Regions from separate parts of the Mus musculus genome. Here regions 2 and 3 are each linked to region 1. The links are chromatin contacts, called in public promoter capture Hi-C maps. All regions are on one chromosome and are shown on one strand. Each heading gives the region's core, a stretch centred on a gene start, on an enhancer-like site or on the middle of the called end of the contact. The rest is flanking DNA. Distances are from core to core; before and after follow the strand shown.

Evidence for each region. Promoter capture Hi-C pulls out the DNA fragments that hold promoters and counts their contacts. Capture Hi-C pulls out chosen DNA fragments and counts their contacts.
Region 2: a contact with region 1 is called in a promoter capture Hi-C map of pancreatic islet. The contact joins the promoter of Mospd1 here to the promoter of Rtl8c in region 1. A contact is called at or near these places in 3 of 39 promoter capture datasets (cranial neural crest, liver and pre-B cells) and 1 of 9 other capture datasets (pancreatic islet).
Region 3: a promoter capture Hi-C map of embryonic stem cells shows a contact between it and region 1, with 13 read pairs. The contact joins the promoter of Zfp36l3 here to the promoter of Rtl8c in region 1. A contact is called at or near these places in 3 of 39 promoter capture datasets (cranial neural crest, embryonic stem cells and frontonasal cranial neural crest), 1 of 15 datasets of contacts at CTCF or cohesin (embryonic stem cells), 1 of 484 Hi-C or Micro-C datasets (embryonic stem cells) and 1 of 9 other capture datasets (adipose tissue).

Annotation. Positions count from the first base shown.
Region 1 is chrX:53,605,988-53,609,987 of GRCm38.p6, forward strand. Rtl8c (retrotransposon Gag like 8C) reads left to right here and starts at 1,935. Exons shown (of 2, transcript NM_028375.3): 1 at 1,935-2,437; 2 at 2,699-3,148. The coding sequence starts at 2,059. The coding sequence ends at 2,397.
Region 2 is chrX:53,368,826-53,372,825 of GRCm38.p6, forward strand. It overlaps Mospd1 (motile sperm domain containing 1), which reads right to left and starts at 1,734. Exons shown (of 6, transcript NM_001290514.1): 1 at 1,597-1,734.
Region 3 is chrX:53,774,620-53,778,619 of GRCm38.p6, forward strand. It overlaps Zfp36l3 (zinc finger protein 36, C3H type-like 3), which reads right to left and starts at 1,775. Exons shown (of 2, transcript NM_001009549.2): 1 at 1-1,775. The coding sequence starts at 1,626. It also overlaps a transcript of Xlr not described here.

The sequences.
Region 1 (4,000 bases), core at 685-3,184:
AGGATCTCTCACAATATGTACTCACTGATAAGTGGATATTAGCCCAGAAACTTAGGATACCCAAGATATAAGATACAATTTCCTAAACACATTAAACTCAAGAGAACGAAGACCAAAGTGTGGACACTTTGCCCCTTCCTTTATATTTTTAATAGAAATGCTCATAAACAACTGCAGTGTGTTAGTAGGCTTGGGCTGCCACTAGAACCTAGCCCAGACAGGGTAGCTGAGATGTTATTCTTCACAGTTGTCGATGCTGCATGTCTGAGAGGAGCCTGCCAGGGTAGCTAGGTTGTCCTGCACACCCTCTTCCTGCCTTGCACTCCCCTCCCCCCTGCCCTGTCACAGGGTATGTCTTCACAGGATTCTGAGGAGAGCAAGGTCCCTGCTGTTCCTTAGGATAAAGGCAGAACCTTAGCTCACCCTGAGGTAGCCACTTTCATGTCCTCCTCTAACTGCCTCCCACTGAGCAGAGCTTTAAGCACCAGGAGTGTCCTGCTGACATGAAAGCAGCCAAGCACAAGCACAAAGGCCAGCTTCCTTTGAACTACAGAGTGGTGAAGGTTGCATTGCAGTATCTAGAGCACTGCACATTACTATGGCCTGTGAAATATTTGCCTTCAGAGGACAGAGTCAGGGGCAGAGGAGAAGTTTCCCATTAGCATTTAAAAGGTCACTGTGGCCCTGGCTAAGGAGGACACACCTACAGAGAGAGGAAGATTTCTGCAGTCACCTGGTTGGTATGGGACATTAGCTGCTGGGGTATCATTCGCAACTCTGCAGGTGGTCAGGAAATTCACAACCCCATATTCTCCTTACCTCAGGGAAATGACCAGGCTTGTGAGGCTGAGCCATCCTCTTTCAGCAGAGGGGTCTCTTTCCATCTGTTTGACTGCTCTTATCTTCTCTGACCTTAAGCATTCAAAATTAATTCCCAGTTTATGATTCTTATGGTTTCTACCTATGCCCTGCTTCAATAGCCTGGCAGATAGGGTTTTAAGTAAATCACGGCATGTACCACGTAATTTTCTGTACAAAGGAAGATGCTGAGGAATTTATATTAACTATGTATTTTCCCTGACAACTGGGATCATACAAAAGGCGTACAGTCACACAACCTCCCCTTCTCTCCAAATTTGGAAAAACCTTTTTTCCCCTTCTATTTTTGTACACTGCCTTGTATCATGTAGCTCTGTGTAAGCTCTTCCCACCAGTCTTTGTAGACATTCTACATAAATTTCCATCTCTTGGTACCCTAATGCATCACAGTTAGGGGTTCTTTGACCTGTAACTCTCCAGATACTGCGCGCTCACTGTGCATCCTTCTCTGAAAGGGCAGCTCTGTAGTCTTCTCCTTAGTATTTCAGGAGTTGCTATTGACTACAAAAACAGCCTCTCAACATGAGAGCTAGTCCTTCTCACACAGACAGTGAGAGGCAGGCAACTGTGGCCACTGAGCAGCTAGCTCTCTAGGGTGTCCACATCCTAGGATCCGGGAAGGAAAAGAAAGCAGCTGGAGAGGGAGGGGGTTTGGATGGGCGAACTCCATAATCTCTCTCTTATTCTACAGTGACAGGGAATTGCACCAGCACCAAAAAAAAAAAAAAAAAAAAAAAACCCGCTAGGAGTCCAGCATCCTCCTAGACTCTCTGAGCCTTCCTCATGAGCGCATAGGTACAATCAGGACTCTTCCCTGTGCTTTGCATCCTGGCTGTGCTTATGTGAAAACAAAACAAAATAACAGCAACAACAACAATAACAACAAAAAACACCCCTGAAGCATTCTCTTCGGCCCAGAGCTATGCCTACACAAAGGCGACAACCAAGGTTTTTAGACCCTGTGGCATGGGCTCTGCAGACAAGCTTGGGTCCCACCCACAGGCACCCTAGCACAGGCCCCGCCTCCCCTCCTCTGCACTTTCAGCTAAGCCTAGGAAGTGACAAGCTGCGTGCTCAGCTGACGCAGCAAAGAGAAGCAGACCCTTAGAAGAGCGCCCCCCCGACCAGGCAGAGATCCAGTCCACTTATTGACAAGCCAAGCAAGGAGACCTCGCCGCCATGGACCGCCGGATTAAGTTGATTATGGCCCTCATGGCCTGGCCCGAGCTGCGTAAAGGCCGTTGGCAGAACCCCATCCCATTTCCTGAGCTGTTTGATGGCGAGATGGAGAAGCTCCCGGAGTTCATCGTGCAGACCCTGTCCTACATGTTAGTAGATGAGAAGACCTTCGACACCGACAAACGCAAGGTGATGTTCCTCATCACCCGCCTCAAGGGCCGGGCCCTGCAGTGGGCTATGCGCTATCTCCAGACAGACAGCCCCATGCTCAACAATTACTCCGGCTTCCTGAATGAGATGAAGGAGGAGTTCGGGTGGGAGGAGGATGAGGACTTCTAGGCCTCTGGCAAGCCTGGCCTGGGGCAGGGGCTACAAGAGGGTGAGCTGCTACCCCACCCCCCATCGCGATTTTTGTCCACTGCCCACCCCCTCCCCCCGCCTCTGCCATCCCACCCCACCCCCAGCTCCCCAATCAAGCATGAATGCCCCTGTCCCTTCCTGTGTCCTAGCCTTTGTTCCAGGAATAGCTCCCCAGTCTCCTGCTGCTGTCTCTGCTGGGCCTGGCTCTTGGAGCACAAGGCCTCCCAGAGCTGACAGCTCAGCCCATCCCAGTCACATTTGAACACTGTCTGGTTTCCAGCTACAAGATGAGCTCCTGTCGTTTAGTGGGCAGATCACTCGCCGCCAGAGCATTTCATTACCTCCTACCCAGTGGACAGTCTGCAAGCTTCTGCCCATAAGGCCTGCGCTGATGCTGCCATTTCAAGCCCCTGCACAACCCATATGTGGACTGGCTGCTGCCCTTAACTGACCCGGACTCACCTGGGAGGTACCTGGGCTGCCCACGGCCCATGGACATTGATTCACCTTCAGCGGGACCCTTCCCCTCCCTGCTCCCAGAAACCTGCTGTCTCCCATTTTGTCTTGTGGACTAGCTGGTTTTCCTGAGAAACCAGCTTGCAGCTCTTTCTCTGATGTGTATGCCTTTTCCAACACAGTAGCCCCTGTGCTCTTTCCTTCTTGTCTGCTCTACCTGTACAGAAGCCTTTTCCTCACGTTGAATAAACATCAGATGCTATTTAAAAGGAAATGGAGTCTTACTTAGTATAGCATCCTACCACCCCTCCCCACAACCTTACCCCTGCAGGTGTCTGCACATGGGATCGATGTCTAGATAAAGACATGTTCATGGCCTGATGTTCATTCTCACAGCATACTGCAGATATGAGATTCACCTGGTAGCCACACTGGTGGAAGCCTTACTACTAGGCAGTCACAGATGGTGGACCTTTATGCCCTTCAGGAGATGGACCTTCATCTAGTTTTCCCCATTGCAGGCTAAAAGTCATAAAGGTATCTCTGGGTTGAAATGGTTCCTTATAGGAACAATACTGAAGACACAGGAATAATAATAGCTAATTGGCAAACCAAGCACCACTGAATTTGTCACTAGTCTAAAAATGTATGTTATCCATCATTCACAGATCCACCTGAATTGAACTGGTGTGTTAGTAAAACCATGGACATACATGCTAACATGCTTCTATGGGGCATGAAAACTTGAATGCCAGACTGCTTATTCATTTAGATCCAGATCTGATTGATTACGCACAGTGTAATACAAGGCGTTTTATCCAGTGGGAAGGGGCAACTACTGTTCATATTTCCTTGCTAACTCTTGAAATCTATTATGTTGAAACAAATCTACTATCTCCTATATTACTAGAAAAAATTGGTATCCCAATACAACCAGATAATCCTTGAGTCACCTTTCAGCATCATATGTATTCTGCTTCTTTCTAATATACTTGGTGGTTCTCCTGAACCTGTATGATTGCGCAATACTGTAGTGTATCTCTTCCTGTTTATTCCTTTCCTTCCGTGGAACAGGGAAAGTTTGGCCATTCTCACATGCAGTGGTGTATATCTCCATCGACTCTAT
Region 2 (4,000 bases), core at 484-2,983, 240 kb before region 1:
GAATTTGCATGTAAATCCTCTATGAGAAAAAATATAAAATATCTGAGACTAAACATGCCTTTGCCTATTAGTACTCTACTATAGAATATTGCACATTACACTCAAGTGTGTACTACATGTAAAGGGGGTCTACCAAAACCCCCTTTAAATTTGAAAAATTCGAAAATTTCAAGTGTCCTGGCACGGCAGGAAACCTCTATTGCACTGTGAGTTCTACATATCCCTCAAAAACCAGTTTAATCTCACATCCTGTTTGAGAATACGGACTGAAAAATTTTAAAGACACATTTGGCCATGTTTCCTGTTCTCCAAACTTACCACCGATCTATACCAAATATATGAAATATACGTGTAATTGAAAAGCTGGCTGTCTACTCCTTACTCAATTTCCTGACTGTAGTATTTTATACACAAAGAGCTTTCCTAATACTTACAGGAAGTGTGGACAAGATTTTCGTCACTAAGAATGTATTAAATCCCATGTGTGCCTTTCCCGAAAAGAGTAGACTTTCTCCTGTCTGGAATTCACATTAAAAACAAAAAGTGTTCCAATAGAACAGGACTGCCTTTTAGGCAAAATTTAGGAACTTGAACTTTTTTTCAGGGTTACTTTCTCTTAAAATGTCCTTAAAGGACAAAATACTAGGACCCTTTGCACTTCTTACTTGCCCTGTGGCTTTCCCAAGTGAACTTTCCTTCCATTCTACTAGCACAGCAATGCTACTTCAGTGAGAGAAAGACAAATGTCAGTTACTTTCCCCAGAGGGAAACAGCAGAAGATTAAGGGCTGAGGTCTAGGGAGGGGCTAAAACCTTCCTGCCTAAGACCAGCCCCACCTGCTTGGGGCCCAGCCTTTACAGCCCTATCTCCACACTACCCGGCTCCATGTGAAACTGGTCATGTGAGCCTGTTTACAGCTGAGCAGCTGGTGCAACCATCAGGATCTGTGCAGAGGTCCAGGGAGGGGTAAGGATACAGGCCACTTACCTCCTTTCTCCCCTATGTAATTCCAAGAAGATACTTGCTTCGACCACCAACCACCCTCCCTCCCAGTCTCTCTACTTTCCTTCATGCCCCTTCAGGCAAAGCCATCCTGGGACGCCTGGCTCCGGTCGCCCCCCGCCCCGTTTCCGTCCAGTTGCTCGCGGGGGGGAACGGCTGAACTGCAGGAAGGGCGAGGACAGGGTCATCCCAAACTAGGTAGTCGACTGACTTCCCTCCCACAGCCCTCCAGGCAATGTCCGCCAAAGAGTTGTCCCTAGAGCTGCATCCCCAAGGCAACTGAACTCTTGTCGGGCAGGCAGCGGGAGGTTTCGGAGGCTGCCTTCGTCTAGGCAGGGGTAGCTACACAACTCTGCTGGCCCTGGAGACCCTGCAGAAGGGCCACCAACAGTCCAAGAACGGTGGACCCGCTGCCCGGTCCCCGCCACCCACCTTAGCCCGGCACTGAACAGCCCTGCTGTCAGTCACAGAGCCAAGCTCTGGCTACGGGTACTGGCATTGTCTACACCGGAGGGGGAGGTCTCAGCCATGTAAGTTCCATGTCTTCCCCGCAAGTCAGAGAAAGTGGGTGACGGGACATTGAGGGACTCTCACCTCAGCAACACTGGCTCCTCGGAAAGCAGCTGCGACTGCTCCCTGCTCCTTTGTCAGAGTCTCCAGACTGCACTGCCTGCTGGGATATGGGAGGACTCGACTGCCACCTCTCCCCGCCCAGGAGGATGAGTCGCAACTGGGGGGTGGGTGAGAAGAGGAAGGAAAGGCGGGCCCGGGGCGGGGTCTAGCCGGGGGCGGGGCTTCTGTGTTGCCACCTGGCTTCTGGGGTTTCTTCCTTCTCTATGCTTCAAACTACTTCCTTTGTCCTCTGGCCGCCCCTCCTTTTCCTCCGCCCCCCTCACCCGCCCCCAGAGGATTAGAGGCTTTCTCTGAGTGCAATCTCTTTGCACTCATTTGGTGGTGACCTTTGACGTCTGCCTCATTCACTCCTCTCCCCAACTCAGAATGCATTCCATACAATGAATACCCAAGGCTTGTGACTCTTCCTCTGAGACTCTGTATTAAGCACTAGCTCTCTTTCTCCACTCTATCATCGGCGCAAAGCAGACTGTTCAGGATTTGTTCATGCTGCTACAGTAGCTTCCTATTTGGATTCATTCTTTCTACTGTTACTTTGTCTAAACTATTGCCCAGACAGCAATCCAGTTGGCTCAGTCTAAGGTATAGGTGACCCTGCTGTTCTACTTAAAGCTTTTCAAGCCTGGCATGGTAGAACAAGACTATAATCCCAGTATTCAAAGGCTGAGGCAGGAGGATCCTGAGTTAAGACAAATTTGAGTTACAAAATAACAATTGACTTTTAAAGGGGAAATCTCTATTCTCAGGTCTGTACTCTATTCTTAGAGTCTTTCAGGCAGGTATGCTGCTACAGGGCTTTAATCCTAGCACTTAGAAGGGGAAGCAGTAGATCTTTGAGACTGAGGCCAGCCTGCTTATATATGAGACCCCATCTCAACACCAAGCAAACAACAAATGAGAGAGAAAAGACTTTTCGGCTAGGAACAATGGACAACTGTTAAGTCAAGCACCAAAGGGGCAAAGTCCCAAAGACCCCAAGGACTTCATATCTCAGCAGCCTGGCCTACCTAGCAAGACCCAGTGTGCTGGACACAAGACAGCCAGGATAGAGAAACCCTGTCTCAAAAAAGAAAAGTAAATGAAATGGAAAACACTTCAAAATTCAAACTTAATTATGTTCAAAAAGGAACAATACGGTCCAAGGGTACCCTCTGCACAAGTATAAGACCCAAAACCTTCCTCATTACTCTTAATCAATGGGTCTATAACAGTAGATATCACTTGGGCCCTAGGCTCTGAGACCTTTACTCACAGACTTTGTGCAATGCTCTTATCTGTCTTTTGAACACCTATCTTTCAGGATCCAGGGGAAATGTCACTTTCCCAACTAACCTTTCAGAATCTTCCATAAGAACGACATGTCTTATTTGTTTGTCTGAAACGTGGCCTGACTATAGCGCTAGCTGGTCTGACACACGTTATGGAGGCCAAGATGGTTCTAACTTGCAGTGATCCTCCTATCATGCTGGGATTACAGGCATGTACCACTAAATCCACCAGACGCTTTCATAAAAACTGTTGACCCCTATTCTACTAGCAAAGAACACTGCTAATTCTGTTTTGCAATTCTTCCTGATATAGGTAACCATGTCCTATTCCCTCAGAAGAGGCCATTGCTTCCAGCATCGTGCCCCTTCTACAATACATTCGTATATGTACTGGCTAGTTTTGTGTCAACTTGACACAGCTGGAGTTATCACAGAGGAAGGAGCTTCAGTTGAGGAAATGCCTCCATGACATACAACTGTAAAGCATTTTCTCAATTAGTGATCAAGGGGGAAATGTGGAAATCAAGAGCAGTGGTAACTTCCTGGGATCTATGAAGATGATCCTAATGAAGACTCAAAGTAATGGGGAATGATAACTATGAAATAGTCATCTCTTGTAGACAGACAAGCTAGTAAGGAACATCCCTCCATGGCCTCTGCATCAGCTCCTGCTTCCTGACCTGCTTGAGTTCCAGTCCTGACTTCCTTTGGTGATGAACAGCAGCATGGAAGTGTAAATTGAATAAACTCTTTCCTCCCCAACCCAACTTGCTTTTTGGTCATGATGTTTGTGCAGGAATAGAGACCCTGACTAAGACAGTATGCAATTTAATTATATGTGATACTTTGCCTCTATTGCATCAGAAATCCTAAGTAGGCCCAGAAAGGACTCCAAGCAAGGCTTCGTATGACAGTCACTCTTTCTTCACTAGCACAGCTCTCCATCTTGACCTGACCAAGTGTTGTTTTTGCAAATAAACTGGTTAGGCAGCCAAACATTGCAAAAGGACCAAAGCTTGTACTCCTCTTGCAGGTCAGACTGGTTTGTGGTAAAATATGTGGTTGTGGAAGACATAACTGATAGAGCTCATCTGAGA
Region 3 (4,000 bases), core at 525-3,024, 170 kb after region 1:
GGTAGCCCCAGGAGGGAGGGCAGCCCTAGGAGCGAGGGCCGCCCCAGGAGCAAGTGCAGCCCCAGGAGTGAGGGCCGCTCCAGGAGGGAGGGCAGCCCTAGGAGCGAGGGCCGCCGCCCCAGGAGCAAATGCAGCCCTAGGAGCAAGGGCCGCCCTAGGAGCCACTGCTGCCCCAGGAGCGAGGGCAGCTCCAGTAGCCATGGCAGCACCAAGAGCCATGGCAGCCCCAGGAGTGAGGGTAGTCCCAGTAGCCATGGCAGCCCCAAAAGCGAGGGCCGCTCCAGTAGCCATGGCAGCCCCAGGAGCCATGGCAGCTCCAGGAGCAAGGGCCGCCCCAGCAGCCATGGCAGCTCCAAGAGCGAGGGCTGCCCCAGGAGTGAGGGCAGCTCCAGTAGCCATGGCAGCCCCAGTAGCCATGGCAGCTCCAAGAGCCATGGCCGCCCCAGGAGCAAGGGCTGCCGCAGGAGTGAGGGCTGCCGCAGGAGCAAGGGCAGCTCCAGGAGCCATGGCAGCACCAGGAGTAAGGGCAGGACCAACACTGGCCTGGCCAAAGATGGTGGCTGAAGGCAGAGGCCTGGCAAGGGGCATCTGGAACTGCGCGGAAGCTGCCAGGCCCATCTGCTGCTGGTTGTTGTAGAAGGCAGTGGGAGTCGTGGTAGCAGTGTTAGGGTTCTGGAATGCCACAGGAGAGAAGTCACCTGGCTCCTGGGGGAAGGCGAGGGCATCGTTGGCTGAGTTGTTGCTCGGGTCTTTGTCAGCATCTTTGTCGGGGTCTTTGTCAGCGTCGTGGGCTGTGGTAGAGGATGATGTTCTGCAGCACATCATCCGGAGGTTGGCGGCTGCAGGGTGTGATGAGGGCATAACCCCGCCTGAGCTCAACGCCTGCTGGTTGAGCTGCAGAGGTGCCTGGAGGGCTTGACTGTTGACCGACAGGAAGCCCGAAGGGCTGTCACTCTGCAGTCCGGGCTGCTGCTCCCCGTTAACGCCCAAATGCAGCACATTGGAGCCATTGAAGGAGCTGGGCTCCTCCAAGGTGCTCTCGGAAAGCACAGGTTGCTGCTCGGGCTGGTTGTGAATGAAGTGACAGCGAGTGCCATAGGGGCAAAAGCCAACGCTGTGGAAGGTGCGGCAAGGCTCCGTCTTGTACTTGGGGTGCCTTGACAGGGTACGCAGTTCGCGGTAGCCATGCGCGAACTGGCACTTGTGGCCATACTTGCAAATGCCGCTTTCCTCAAAGGGCCGACATAGCTCAGTCTTATAGCGCTCAGAAGTGGCCAGGGAGCTCGAGCCGCTCACCTTCTGTGGCTTAGGCTTCTGCTGCAGGCTATGTTCGCCATTCCGCGGGTGGATCTGCGACACCGCGTTAGCCTCTGAGGGCTCATGGGGAGCTTCCCAGGACACCGCACCAGTTGCCCCCGACTGACCATTATTGTAGCTGTTCAGGTCTCTCGCAAAACTGGACGAGCAGTCCTCGGTGAGGCTGGAGGCACTGGAACTGGGAGCCTGGTGGCCGAGCACTTGGGGGTCGCTGGAAGATGGTGGTGGAGCAGTGCCAGGTGTTGAGCTGGAGTTGGAAGAATCAGCCACATTAGTGTTGAGCGGGCGGTTCAGATTGTTGTTGGCCATAGTTTCTCGGTCTTGCACTCTAAGTCTCTATTGCAGAAAGTCCATAGAACTGTGAACATTGTCCTATGTCCTGCGCCGTTTTGAGCTTTAAGTAAGGAGGACCCGGAGAAACCTTCGAGGGAGGCAGAGCCAGCGAGCTCCAAACATGAGGCAAAAAGGGCAGGTAGGCGGAGCTGGGAGGAGCTAAAAGGTTGAGTCCCAGCCCAGCAGGAGGGCTGGGTGGGGTGGGGGAAAGGGCAAAAGCAGAGTAAGGCAGACGTACGTAAGATGTGCAGGTACGCCACCAAGTGGAGGATGAAGAGTAGTAGCAAAGATCTTAGCGCCTCTCTCACGCTCATGCATTCTGTTGAGTGTTAAAGCTGCTTTTCAGGCCCTCCTGCTGTGGGAGGGCTCTATTCTAATTTATCAGCTTCAAGATTTTTGCGTTTGTCCTAATATTTGAGTAAAGCAATGAAAGATAATCACTAGACTCCACATAATCCCATAACTCCCATGTTCTTGTAAAGAGCAGCCCAGTTAATGTTCCTCCGCTGCACACACCCCTCCCCCAACCTCACTCCCGCATATCCTATGGTTCAGCTGATACAGACTTGCAGCCAAACATGCCTGGAACCTACACCCTGGAGAGAACTGATTTCCTCCAGTTCTCCCCCCCCCCATTTTATAAATTTGTTTTTATTTATTTACATTTCAAATGTTATCTCCTTCCCCAGTTTCCCCTCCACAACCCCCTTATCCCCCCTCTCTCTGCCTCTATGTGATGGTGCTCCCCAACCCGCCCACCCACTTCCTCCAGTTCTTTGACCTTATTTCTTGTGTGTGCCATGATATGTGTGCATATTCCACCTCCCCACACTCCAACAAACAAGTGTAATTTAAAAACAGACAACTTTATTGTATGCATTCAAGGTAGAATTACAGCAGGATGCTTCAGTGGGTAAAGGGGTTTGCCACTAAATCTGACTTTGAGTACAGAACTCCAGAAATTGATCACTGATTTCTGCAAATTGTCCTTTGACCTCTACACTGTTGTCATTGTGCTCTTGTATTCACATACAAACACACAGAAAATAAAATAATTAAACCATTTGGTGTTATATTTTTCAACATGGTAGTGAAATGGCTGAGGGGCCAGAGAAAGGTACTTGCCACCAAACCTGATGGACTGAGCTGGAGTTCCTGAATCCATGATGTAGAAGGAGAGAACCAATTCTTGTAAAGTTCTCTTTATGGCTGCCAGGTCTGTGCAGCAGTGAGTGAAATGTGCCCCCCCCCAATAAATAAAATAAAATAAAATAAAATAAAATAATTAAAGCCATTTTCTTCTGCACCCATCCAGGGTGGTAGAATTCGGGATATCAAGATGGCTCACCTTGTAGAGGTGCTTAGTGCCAAGCCTAAAGACCTTAGTTTGATCCCTAGTATGCAAAAAGTAGGAGAAAATCAATTTCTGCAAGTTGTTCTCTGACATCCACACATGTGTACTGTGGCATGAGATTATGCACACACAAACACATTAAATAAACAAATGAATTTGAATAAATAAATCCAAATAATTTGAACTTTAGGCCATTGAATGCTGTATGCATTAAAGATGGCAAAATCAGAGCTGGCAAGAAGGCTGAGCCAGTCAAATGTCTTGTTTCCCTGCCTGCCACCTGAATTTCAAGGCCTGAATCCACATGGGAGAAAGGGAGAATTCCACTGAGTTGTTCTTATACACAATAAACAAGCAAATATAAACAATCTGTAATAATAAAGGCCAAATTTTGGCTATTGCATTAACTGTGGTAGAATTAGGACTGTCTATATTATAGATGTCAATGAAGTCCAACTTGGTGGACCCATGAGTATTACTGGGATTCCTTACAGGAATATGTGTGAGGGGTTACTTACAGGAGCAGAAATAACTCGGAGGCAGCTGCATCACCAAAGCCCACCCCAGGATGGGTGAGAGCTCACAAAGCCGGGGACCTGGAGCACACTGCACAGCCTGCAGGCAGCTCAACAGGTTGGAGAGAGTCCTTTCCACGTGTCTCAGTGGGTCTAAACCTCTTCCAGGCATGGCAGCTCCAGCTCAACTGGTTTCTGCTTCTTTCGGACAACTAGTCTCATCTTCACCACGACTCCTCAATTGTAGCTCAGCTTTCTGCATCTGAGAGGGAATTACAGCTTTTAGTCCTTCCTCTGGCAGGGAGGAGCCTAGTGAATGTTTTCAGTTTGGGGGACTCCTTGAAGCTCTTTGGAGGCGTTTACCTTCCTGCTTAAAGAGCTTCCTGAAGCTCTTTTGAGTTGTTTATCTCCCTGCTTAAGGAGATTCCTGCAGGGTGGAAGGTTTTGATTCTCTGAGGACAGTATTATACAACAGTACATT